Regions from separate parts of the Sus scrofa genome. Here region 2 is linked to region 1. A link is a contact called in public HiChIP or PLAC-seq data. All regions are on one chromosome and are shown on one strand. The core of a region is the stretch at or near the end of the contact, and the rest is flanking DNA. Distances in the headings are between cores, read along the strand shown.

What was found. HiChIP or PLAC-seq counts read pairs in DNA pulled down with a chosen protein or histone mark.
Region 2: an H3K27ac HiChIP or PLAC-seq map of alveolar macrophages shows a contact between it and region 1. The contact joins two enhancer-like sites. A contact is called at or near these places in 2 of 2 datasets of contacts at active chromatin or transcription factors (alveolar macrophages and skeletal muscle).

Annotation. Positions count from the first base shown.
Region 1 is chr9:44,277,734-44,284,156 of Sscrofa11.1, reverse strand. It overlaps SIK3 (serine/threonine-protein kinase SIK3), which reads left to right. Exons shown (of 25, transcript XM_021062877.1): 6 at 5,097-5,221; 7 at 5,763-5,886. Among named protein-coding and RNA genes, the nearest start is that of APOA1, 63 kb to the right of the region's middle. Within about 2 kb of position 3,341, at least 11 of the 83 cell types and tissues checked have an H3K27ac peak or open chromatin away from gene starts, as enhancers often do. A contact at or near this core is called in alveolar macrophages, where this site is marked.
Region 2 is chr9:44,417,224-44,423,088 of Sscrofa11.1, reverse strand. All of the region lies in intron 1 of SIK3 (serine/threonine-protein kinase SIK3), which reads left to right. Among named protein-coding and RNA genes, the nearest start is that of SIK3, 52 kb to the left of the region's middle. Within about 2 kb of position 1,793, at least 1 of the 83 cell types and tissues checked has an H3K27ac peak or open chromatin away from gene starts, as enhancers often do. A contact at or near this core is called in alveolar macrophages, where this site is marked.

The DNA.
Region 1 (6,423 bases), core at 2,092-4,591:
GCTGCCAGCCTGCACCACAGCCACAGCAACTCTGAATCTGAGCTGCATCTGCCACTTACACCACAGCTCATGGCAACACTGGATCCTTAACCCACTGAGCAAGGCCGGGGGTTCAACCCTCATCCTCATGGATACTAGTCAGTTTCATTACCTCTGAACCACGACAGGAACTCCCAGCAGCTCTTTTTCAATTAGGGAAGACAACTACATTATAGACAAAAATGAACTTTTTTTTGTGTGTGTCTTTTTTGCCTTTCCTAGGGCTGCTCCTGCGGCATATGGAGGTTGCCAGTCTAGGGGTCTAATCGGAGCTGTAGCTGCCAGCCTATACCAGAGCCACAGCAACATGGGATCCGAGCCGTGTCTGCAACCTACACCACAGCTCTTGGCAACGCCGGATCACCAACCCACTGAGCAAGGGCAGGGATGGAACCCGCAACCTCATGGTTCCTAGTCAGATTCATTAACCACTGCGCCACAACGGGAACTCCAAAATGAATTTTTAAATTATTTATAGGAATGGATCTTCGTTCATTTGGGCTGCAGGAATAAAATACCACAGACTGGGTGGCTTATGAGCAACAGAAACTCATTGCTCATGTTTCTGGAGCCTGGAAGGTCCAAGCTCAGGGCTCCATTCCTGGTGGCCTTCTGCTCTTGGCCCTTTTCCTGGTTCCTAGTTAGTGCCTGCTCAGTGTGTCCTCACATGGTGCCAGGGACTAGAGCTCTCTCTGTCCCCCTCATTTACAGGCACTAATCCTGTTTATGAGAGCTCTACCTAATGACCCATTTGACTCCCAAAGGTCCCACCTCCTAATACCATCCTATTGGAGACCAGGATGTCAATATGTGAATTTTGGGTGTACATATTCCAACAATAACATAATGTATGCTGTCTTTGTCTCTTAATATGAGCTATTAAGAAACGGTTATTTTATTAGTATAACACTAATACTTTTAATGATGTGAACTATTTAACATATGTTAAATACATGAGTGCTGGAAATGGAGAAACTTATTTAGAGACAGAGACATTAAAATAAGAAGCTTTAGTAAAGACTGAAGGACAGTGTGATTAAGAACAGCTACTAACCCAAAATTAAATGAATAGGTCTATTCCATTAAAACGGAAATACATTTTTCTAGGTTCAAAGTCAGATGTAAGTCTAAAAGTTGTTTTTTTTTTCCGTGCTTCTTTGACATTTCTGCCTAAGCCAACAAGAATCCTTCATTTTTTCTTAACCACCTCTTTAAATTTTTCATGAGAATGTTCTCTTCCAAGTTGAGTCATCTTGCAGTTTTTAAAATTGTCTATATGTGTAAATAAGTAAAACCAACAAAAATCTTAGTAAATCTTATCCGTGTCTTTCTTATCTGTTTCCCACCTACCCTGTCATGCCTCCACTTCCCAGCAGTATTCCCTTACTACTTCCTGAAACCAGTAAAGGAGTCTGGCCATTGAAGCCAGCTGTTTGGCTGTAACATGCTGTGGGAGCAGGTGCTTCCCCCATGTGGCCCTCTCTAGACGTCAGGACCTGATCTCGTCACTCATTTCTGCACACTCATTTCTCATATAAACACCTAATAGCAATCCAGGCCTGTAGCCATCGTTGAAGATGGTTCCCTTTGAAATTGTTTCCCTTGTAAAGATTTCCTGCTTGGGAGATAAAATAAACAAGCTTGTTCAATTAAGTCTGCCTTCTCCTCCCTGGCAGAGTAAAGGGTAGAAAGGTTACTAATTATGGATAGAGCATTTATAGTTCAAAATGAGAAATTTCTTATATACTTTAGGCTGTTCATTAGGAAGCTTTAAAACCAAGTGGTTTTAATTCATTGCTTGCCCTGTTGCATTCTCCATTCAAAAACAAAACAGAGGGAGTTCCCGTCATGGCTCAGTGGTTAACGAACCCGACTGGTCACCATGAGGAAGTGGGTTCGATCCCTGGCCTTGCTCAGTGGGTTAAGGGTCTGGCGTTGCCGTGAGCTGTGGTGTAGGTTGGCAGCTCCAGCTCCAATTCAGCTCCTAGTCTGGGAACCTCCATATGCCTCTGGTACGGCCTTAGAAAGACAAAACAAACAAACAAGCAAACAAAAAAACCCCACCAAATCAGAATACCCCAGAATAACTCACTCTTCACTTTGCTATCCAATCATACTAATGTCAGAGTTATTACAAACTCTACCAGCAAGTCTCTTCCTCAATGTGCAGAGGAAGGGCAGTCCTGGAAAAGGACTTGGGGGAGGTCTTTGCTAATCAATGAAAAGATGTTTTCCCAAAGATATATGTTCTGTTAAATCTCATTCATTGACATTTTTGGCAACCTGTCTCCAATCTCTTAAGAAAAACATGTTTTAGTGTGCATGTAGACTTCAGTGTATAAATTTATTGGGTTTCAAAAGCTGTAGGTTCATTGGCAGGGCTTTAATTGCAGTTGCATTCATAGTCCACATTTGCTAAGTACCTACTGTGTTTAAACAATATGCTGGGTAATGTGAGAGTCAGAGATGAAAAAGGTTTTTTTAAAGAGCTGGACCAAGAGGAGGTAGATCTCTACCCGGAGAGACAGGATGTTCTTAAGGAGTTAGAAGAGTAGGATGTTTATATACAAAAATAACCAAAATAAAGGAAGAATTCAAATAAGGAAGTGCAGAGAAGGTAGAGGACATTTCTCATAGGAGATCCGGGACGACTTGACAGAAGAGGCATTTATTTTGCATTGATAAATGAGTGTTTGATTTCTCATTGAAGTAGCTGTAATGATTCTAATGGTGGCCCTGACCTTTAACCCCCTCCTGATCATTAAGTGTTTTAAAACCTTAGGAGGGCTGGCTGGGAGGTAGTGGCTCTAGTAGCTGGCCAGCTGCCAGTCAGTATGAAAATGCTTCAGTGGCCAGGAGGTGACAAGAGGTTTGGCCCAGTGATTTTATTGCATTTTTATTGCAGTTTAACTTTGTGACCCTTTCTTGAGTCCCTGCTATGTATGAACACACTGTGTGGAGACTAAGAAATAAAACAATATCCTTCCCATTTACCAACTAGTTTAGGATATAAACACATAATACAACTCAGTATAATATGAGACAGAGTTGTAATTGGGCTGTAGAGGTACAAACAGGGGGCAATGGAAGCATAGAGGAAGAAGCCACTGACATGGTATTTTGTGGTGGAAGTCAGTTAAGGCTTCATACAGGAAGTAATATTTGACGGGGCCTTGAAAATGAGTGATATTTCAAATATGGAAAGGAAAGGAAAGGGCAAAGAGGAAATAGCATAAGAGAGGCACATAAACACAGGATGTGAATCGTCTGGTGATGCTGGAATAGCCAGGGATGGGTTGGAAAGAGGGTGGAGCTGGGTTGTGAAGGACCTTAAATGACAATTATGAGAGAGCTAGACTCTTTTGTAAGTAGAGGGGAGCCACCCAATGTCTTTGAGCAAGGAGGCGGCGCAGTGCTGTTTGTGTCACTGTGCTGTGTGAATGACTTAGAGGGAAATGAAGGAGGAGGAGGTAGCAAGCCAAGAGCAACACTCTGGGTCAGAGATAAAAAGAGTATGAACTGAGATGGTGGGAATGGAAATGGAAAGGAGGAGCTGGGGTCCAGACACACAGGGTAGAAGCAGCAGAAGTTGTATCGCCAGTTTGAAGTGGAAATGAGAGGTAGAGGGGAGCCAGGACTCTAGTGAGCCTAGTGATGGGATAGTGATGCCGTTAATGAGCCTGGGAACATCGCTGAAAGAGCAGATTTGATTTTGGAAAATGGCGAGTTTAAGATGTTTCTTCCCAGGTAGGTATTGGAAGTTCACGTCAGGAACTTAAGAATGGTGCCAGGGCCAGAGGCATAAATTTGGTGAGTGATAACCAAACAAACCAGGGCAAGGAGCAATAGTCAAAATCAGCACAAGCCTCACTAGAAAACACCTTCTGGAGAAGGTAGGAAGAAAAGCAAAGGCCAAAGGAGGCAGAAGTGTCAAAGAGAGTAAAACTAGGAAAGGGAGGGTAGTTTCCGAGAGTAGAGAGGTGGCGTCCTCAGGTGCTGGGAGTGTGGGCACAGATGGGCCCGGGCCCGGAGGGAGTTCCAGCCTGTCATACCTGTGCATAAATATAAATATTTATGTGCATAAAAGTATAAGTCAGTGAGCCCCTGTCCTTTGGCTGCTCTTGCTTGTTTTCTCAGTATGCCTCCCCAAAACACACCCGCTTCCATCTCCCATCTCTTTTCTTTTCAGATAGTGGCATGGGGAGAAGTGAAGGGGGGAAGTTGAAGCACAAAAGGAGTTAAAGATAAAATGTAAACGTTCTTGGTTCAGTTGTAAATAAAGTGCATGTTCCTTATTTTGAATAAACCTCCTTAATAATAAGGCCACTTTGTGTAATATTTAAGGTCAGTATATCTCTAGTCATAAGAAGTCATAAGTCGGTATATCTCTAGTCTCTGAAAATCCTGGGTCCAGTGGAGTAGACTTAATATGTGTTTACTGATCTGCTGTGGTCTTGATATCAGTCATTACTCAATTTTATTTTTGTTACTAAAGGAACAAATACCACTCACCTCACTCAGTCCAGGTTCATGAAGGGAAACAGTGCTGGTTTTGCTGACATAAACCAATTATGTTTACTTTTAGTTAACCATGCATGTATCTTTTGCGTTCTAGCCCATCTTTATCTCTATTTCACTGTTATTTTAGGTGGCTGGTTATATAATTTCTAAAGGTTCTCTTTTTATGTTTTATATTCAAACCTAATGATCTAGAACTTCTGTTCTAGTGGTTAGAGACTAGGATTCAAGAGTTCCTGTTGTGGCTCAGTGGAAATGAACCCAACTAGTATCCCTATGAGGGTGTGGGTTCGATCCCTGGCCTTGCTCAGTGGGTTAAGGATCAGGTGTTGCTGTGAGCTGTGGTAGAGGTCACAGATGTGGCTCAGATCCCGTGTTGCCATGGCTGTGATGTAGGCCAGCAGCTGCAGCTCCAATTCAACCCCTAACCTGGGAACTTCCATATGCTGCAGGTTCAGCTCCAAAAAGCAAACAAACAAACAAAAAAACCCAGTATTCAGTGGGCAAAGGTAACAAGTTACATCCATTTGTCTTTCTAGATTTTGGCTTCAGTAACCTCTTCACTCCTGGGCAGCTGCTGAAGACCTGGTGTGGTAGCCCTCCCTATGCTGCACCCGAACTCTTTGAAGGAAAGGAATATGATGGGCCCAAAGTGGACATCTGGGTGTGTACCTGCCTTCTCTTATACCCTGTAGCATGTGTTACCCTTGATTGATGACAGCTGTCCTCATTCAGGACAACACGTAGTGTTGCATGAGAATTGAGATCTTGATTACCATTCTTTACACAAGTCTAGAGTTCTCCAACCTTTGTCTTAATGGACTGAACCACAGATTTCAACCTCTCCCCCTTTGAATCTGAAGAAAAAAGAAAACCAACACCCAAGGGCAAGCTTGGATGGGTGCCTGCCCTGGCCAAGAACAGAGATTCTTTCTGTTGTTGCTGCTTGCCTTCTGCCTAGGATGAGTACTGAGAGGAATTCTAGATACATTACCCAAAATTAATGTCCAGAAGCAAAGAAGAATGCTAACTATTCTAAAGATGGGCTTTGACAATGCCCCATATTATTTCTCATAAAAAAAGAAGAAAATGTTTGTTCCATTATCTCGTGCATGATTCACCGTCATCTTTGTACACATGCCATAATAGCCTCTTTTATTTCCTCTGATACGATTAATGGTATATGCTTTCTGTTTGGGATGCAGAGCCTTGGCGTTGTCCTCTATGTGCTGGTGTGTGGAGCCCTGCCATTTGATGGGAGCACACTGCAGAATCTTCGGGCCCGGGTGTTGAGTGGAAAGTTCCGCATCCCATTTTTTATGTCCACAGGTAAGGGGGTTGCCGGCACACAGTTATGACCGGGTTCACGGGAAATTAGACATGCTAAGTTCTCCCATGAATTGAGTGACAGAGTATAAATGGCCCATCTAAACAATCTTTTGTAGCTCTCCTTTGCAGAATTGACACCTCCAGGGGCAGGATTCTCTAGGAACAGAGTGTTCAGGCTTTGGCATCAGGTCCTGCCTGAGTTTGCCTGAGTTTTCTCTGGGCTCTGCACAAAGCTCCTAGTGTTGTGTGGTGATAATAATAAGTCTTTCTGGGCTTTAGTTTCCTTATCGATAAATGGCTGACAGTTTTGTAGGGGTTACCACTATGAGAACTCAATTAAACAAAGTATGTAGAGTTAATAGGCCTATCATATAGTAGCAGGGCAATAGATACTCCTGTTTTACCTCTGTCTTCACCTCATCTCTTACTCTTTTTCAGGATAATATTGCCATTTACAGGGGCTCCACTGAGGTGTGGTAATACATGTCAAGGATAAAGCAGGCCTTGCATCTTAGTCTTGCTGCTGCTTTTATGCAT
Region 2 (5,865 bases), core at 544-3,043, 140 kb before region 1:
GGATAGTATGTTTTTTTAACAGGAAAAAGTTATGGCTATATGGTATCATAAGACTGATTTTACCTACCTTTATGAACTGGCTTTGAAAGTAATTTCAAAAAAGGAGTTTCCGAAGATAGAATGGGTTTATAATCTCCTTAAGTAATTAAATGAGGCATGGTACTCATTTAGATGTGAATATTCTAAAGTGTTGGTCAATATTTTATAGCCATACCATTTAAATTCTCTTTTAATTCTTATATTCTTCACAGAGAATATGTTTTCATAAAATCAGCTAGTTGTTAAAACCCACAATGGATTGTGAAAAAAGAGTTTATTTTCCTCATGCTCATTTTTTAAAGAAGACAGAAAGCTTGTAAAGAAAGAGATTTTGGAAAAGAAAATTTATTTTCTAAGTTGGAACCCTCATTCATTGCTGGTGGGAATACAAAAAGGTATAGCTACTTTGGAAAACAATTTGGCAGTTTCTTAAATAGTTAAACATAGAGTTACCATATGACCAAGCAATTCTACTCCTGTGAATATACTGGAGAAATCTGAAACATATGTTCACATGAAAACATGTACACAAATGTTCATAGCAGCATTGTTCATAATAGCAAAAAGTAGAAAGAACCCGAATGCCCATCACCTGATTAGTGGACAGATAAAATGGGGTATTTCCATATTATGGAATATATTTCAGCCAATAAAAAGTAATGAAGTACTGATAACACAACAACGTGGATGAAGCTCGAAAACATTTTGCTAAGTGAAAGAAGCCAGGCACAAAAGGCCATGAATTATGTGATTCTACTTATATGAAATGTCCAGAATAGGCAAATCTATAGAGACAGAAGGTAGTTTAGTGATTGCCAGGAGATACAGGGGGATGAGAGAGGAGGGAATGGAGAGTGTCTGCTAATAGATATAGAACTTCTTTGGGGGGTGATGAAAATACTCTGAAAGTAGACAGTGATGATAGCTGCACAATTTTCTGAATATACTAAAAACCATTGGATCATATATTTTAAAAGGATGAATTTTGTAATATGTGACCTGTATCTCAAAAGAATGTATTCCTAACTTCTTATTAAATTGAGTTGTGGTTTGGGGCTGTACCTGTTTTGCCTGATGTGATGGAACATGCATAAGGGTTACTTATGGAGTTCCTGTCGTGGCGCAGTGGTTAATGAATCCGACTAGGAACCATGAGGTTGCGGGTTCGATCCCTGCCCTTGCTCAGTGGGTTAACGATCCGGCATTGCCGAGAGCTGTGGTGTAGGTTGCAGACGCGGCTTGGATCCTGAGTTGCTGTGGCTCTGGCGTAGGCCGGTGGCTACAGCTCCGATTCAACCCCTAGCCTGGGAACCTCCATATGCCGCGGGAGCGGCCCAAGAAATAGCAACAACAACAAAAGACAAAACGACAAAAATAAATAAATAAATAAATTAAAAATAAAGGTTACTTTTATATATATATATATATATATATATATATATATTTTTTTTTTTTTTTTGTCTTTTTGCCATTTCTTGGGCCACACTTGCAGCATGTGGAGGTTCCCAGGCTAGGGGTCGAATCGGAGCCGTAGCCGCCGGCCTACACCAGAGCCATAGCAACTCGGGATCCGAGCCACATCTGCGACCTACACCACAGCTCACGGCAACTCGGGATCCTTAACCCACTGAGCAAGGCCAGGGATCAAACCCGCAACCTCATGGTTCCTAGTCAGATTTGCTAACCACTGAGCCGTGACGGGAACTCCCAGGTTACTTATATTTTGAGCTCCAAGTGAGGCAAAAGATTAGTGGGAGAAGGAAGTGACTTTGTCACACTTAAGCCTGGTAGCTACTCAGTGCCCTGTAACCCTAGTGGGCAGAGAAGATGTAAAAGCAGATCAGATAAGGATGGAATTACCACCTCTTAGATTCCAGACAAATTTATTAACAGAGAGAAATCAAGAAGTATTTTAAACAAAGAAGGTTCTGACCTGTTAAGTTCAGTAGGCTAAAGTTCTTGTCATTCTGTCTTGGATGCTTGCCTCATAGATCTTGAGAAATCTGTCTTATAATGAAATATAAGAAAAGTTTAAATAGGATTTATATCTGTAGAATTAAAAAGTATTTTTATTAATTTAAGAAAGTAAGTCAATTTGGTTTTCATAAAAATGTCAAAAATTTTCATCAATGACATAATTATTTCTTTCATATTTGCATGATAAACCTAGTTTTTCTCAATGATAATCTCTGTGTTTGTGGTGTAAAAGTCACAATACGTATAGAAGTATACGAAGATGGTAGCTCTCTTGATCAATTATTCTTTGGCAGACTGAGCTATATGTACATTTTAAAAATAAATCATATTGCCATATCTGAATAAGACTAGTCTTATTTAAGTAAGTGTACAAGAAATAGGGGAAGACTTACCTAATGGCATGTAACATACATAGAATGGTTTCCTATCTGGCATGGTTGTCATTTTATTGAATTCTAATAAACGAACCCAGCTGGGTGCTTTAGAGCAGTGATTTTCAAATGTCTGAAGGTATCTAGGCTCAATTGTTTTGAGAGTTCTCAACCTCCATTTATACTGTTTCTTGAAATTGATTCTTCTGAAGATAACACTGGCGTAATCCTGACTCTATTTTCCTACTCTCCCTTTAGTTCTGACTGTTTACGGTTGACAAAAGAAAAGGCCATACCTTTCACTCATCTTGAATCTCATAGTTGTACATTCTTCTGAGGTATAAGATCCTTCAGGGGAGTTCCCATTGTGGCTCAGTGGTAATGAACCCAACTAGTATTTATGACTGGACTTGGATTTGATCCCTGGCCCCGCTCAGTGGGTTAAGGATCTGGTGTTGCCTTGAGCTGTGGTGTAGGTCGCAGATGCCACTCAGATCCCAAGTTGCTGTGGCCGTGGTGTAGGCCAGCAGTTGCAGCTCCAGCTCCAATCGAATCCCTAGCCTGGGAACTTCTATATTGCCACAGCGCGGCCCTAAAAAAAAAGTCGTCCAGGGTTCCGACAAAGGGATAGTTGAGATGCTGGTATCCAGTGTGAAACTTCCCTTTATCAAGGTATATGCTTTTCTTCATATATCTTATTAAGATCTATATCTCCAAAAAAAGGAAATTACTTTTTATGGTTACTTATTACAATTTTTAATATATTTGCATTGTTCACCAGTTATAGCTACTAATAACAGTAACAGGATCTCAATCCAAAATAAATAATTTAAATAAATAAAAAATAGTACTCATATTTTTGTCACAGCAAAATATGGTCAAAGAAATTAAAATATTGTGGACGAAGAAGAATAGAAATATAATTCCAAGGAGAAAAAGAAATAATATAATGTTTCATTAAGGAAATTAAGATTCTCTTATAGTTTTATTTTTTTAATTAAAAAAATTTTTCTCTTACAGTTTTAAAATGGAGGATGGTGGGTATCAAATTGCTCAGGTGTTTAGATTTCATTATATGTATTAAATTAGTGGTGTATTTTTTTTTTAAGATGTCAGTTTTAAATTGGCTTATGTTGATCCATAAAGAGAAATACAGTCTTTGCTATGATTTAAACTTTTGATAAAAAATTTTCAGTATCAACTTAAAAACATTCAAGGAAAGACCTTTCTTCCCCTCCCCTCAATTTTATTTTAAGGGATATATGAGCAAAATTTTTTGAAGATAATGCTCCAAAAGATACAGAGATTAAGAAGAAATAATTTCTGCCCTCAAGAAGCCTTTTTGTTGAAGGATGAATTGGGGACATATACCTATCATTTGGCTTAAATAAAACCTTTATTTGGTTGTGTTTTGCTGCTTATTTAATATGGGCATTGTGCCTCAGTGTTGCATAATGCTTGTTAAAATGACCCTTGGATAGTGATTTAGCTCATACGTGCTCTGTTTCCACATAGGCTATTGTGCAGAACAGAGAGAGATTGTATCTTTTAGAAGACAGATGGATAGGAAAAGTGCCCACTGCACTTAGCACTGATGAATAGTAGGGCTGTCTCTCAATTGTCTAGTTTCCGTGGTCATAAAGAACATGAGACTAGAGTCAGGAGACTCCAGTCCTTGTCCTGACTCTACTCTAGGCCATGTGACCTTGGCCAAATCACCTAACACACTTGAACCTTGTATAAAAGAAGTGTTTTGTTTTGTTTTGTTTTTTTAGGGCTGCACCTGTGGCACATGGAGGTTCCCAGGCTAGGGATCTAATTGGAGCTACAGCTGCTGGTCTACACCACAGCCACAGCCACAGCAACACCAGATCCGAGCCGTGTCTGTGACCTGCACCACAGCTCACGCTCCTTAACCCACTGAATGAGGCCAGGGATCGAACCCACAACCTCATGGTTCCTAGTTGGGTTCGTTTCTGCTGCGCCATGACAGGAACTCCCAAGAGTTTTAAATTGGATGATTATCTCTGAAATTAGAATCCATCAGTTTGATACATAGGTTTTTACACGGTGCCTTAGTTTTGGAACCAGTATCTATAGCAAACTTTAAGAAATAGGTGCCAAAATAATGGAGCCAACCGATTACTTGCTTCAGTGTTATAGAGAAGAATAGCCTACTGCTTGTTATTTATCTGAAGGATTATTAAGACAGTCTGTTGTATAGCCTGTCATAAGTGTTGTGGGTCTAACCACTGCTTTTTTTATTTAGGGGAGAAAAAGGGAGAATTTCCCCTACTTTGTTGAGAATTAAAACAAATTTTACACAGGATTAGTAACTGAGAATCCCAATTTCACCTTCATGCCATTGCCTTTGGTGAAAGCCACATTTTTGTAATATTCTAACAGAATATTAAAATGGATTATGGATTACAGACAGCTCCAGGCTTTGCTCTTTATAGGTTAGAGACGGAAACCAATAGAGCAGCTACTGTTCACTCTTGTCAGTGACTGGGCCTCTTAGGTTCTTTATGGAACTAATGTGAAACTCTCTGGAACAGTTCCATTAGAGTGGCTTTCCTGGGGGCTTATGAGGCTTATATTCTGAAACCGATACTCTTGTAGTACAAGAATAACTACAAACTGGTATGGAATTAGGAGGCCGTAGAGGGGATATGCCATATGCAGCTCTTATTCTCCAAAGTTCCTTGGCTGGTGAACAGAGATTTTTTCCCACCAGTAAGCAGATATTTGGTTAAATATGGACAAATCCTCCCTAAACAGCTTTTGGAATAGAAAACTCTGCTTCTGTTTTGTGCTTTCAGTGGCTGAGAAGAGTAGTGAAGTGTGCAGAATTAACTTGTGTTAGTTTAACATATACGAATATTATCTATTTAACTCCCGTCTTTTTTTTTTTTTTTTTTTTTTGTCTTTTTGCTATTTCTTTGGGCCGCTCCTGCGGCATATGGAGGTTCCCAGGCTAGGGGTCGAATCAGAGCTGTAGCCACTGGCCTACGCCAGAGCCACAGCAACGCGGGATCCGAGCCGCGTCTGCAACCTACACCACAGCTCACGGCAACGCCGGATCGTTAACCCACTGAGCAAGGGCAGGGACCGAACCCGCAACCTCATGGTTCCTAGTCGGATTCGTTAACCACTGCGCCATGATGGGAACTCCTAACTCCTGTCTTTATCTCTTATATTGTTCTTGAACGTTGTCTCCATTGTTTGTGTTCAGGAAAGATGATTGAATAAATTTTTGTGGCTGATTTGCAGATGTTATAGTCTTTTGTTTATTAGCCTCAATACTGAATAGTTTGACTGATTTGCCTCAGTTGGGTAGATATTTAGATTGAACACTTAAAGTTTTTAACTTTTTTTTTTTGCTCTTTTAGGGCCGCATGTGTGGTATATGGAAGTTCCCAGGCTGGGGTTGAATCAGAGCTGCAGCTGCCAGCCTACACCACAGCAACACAGGATC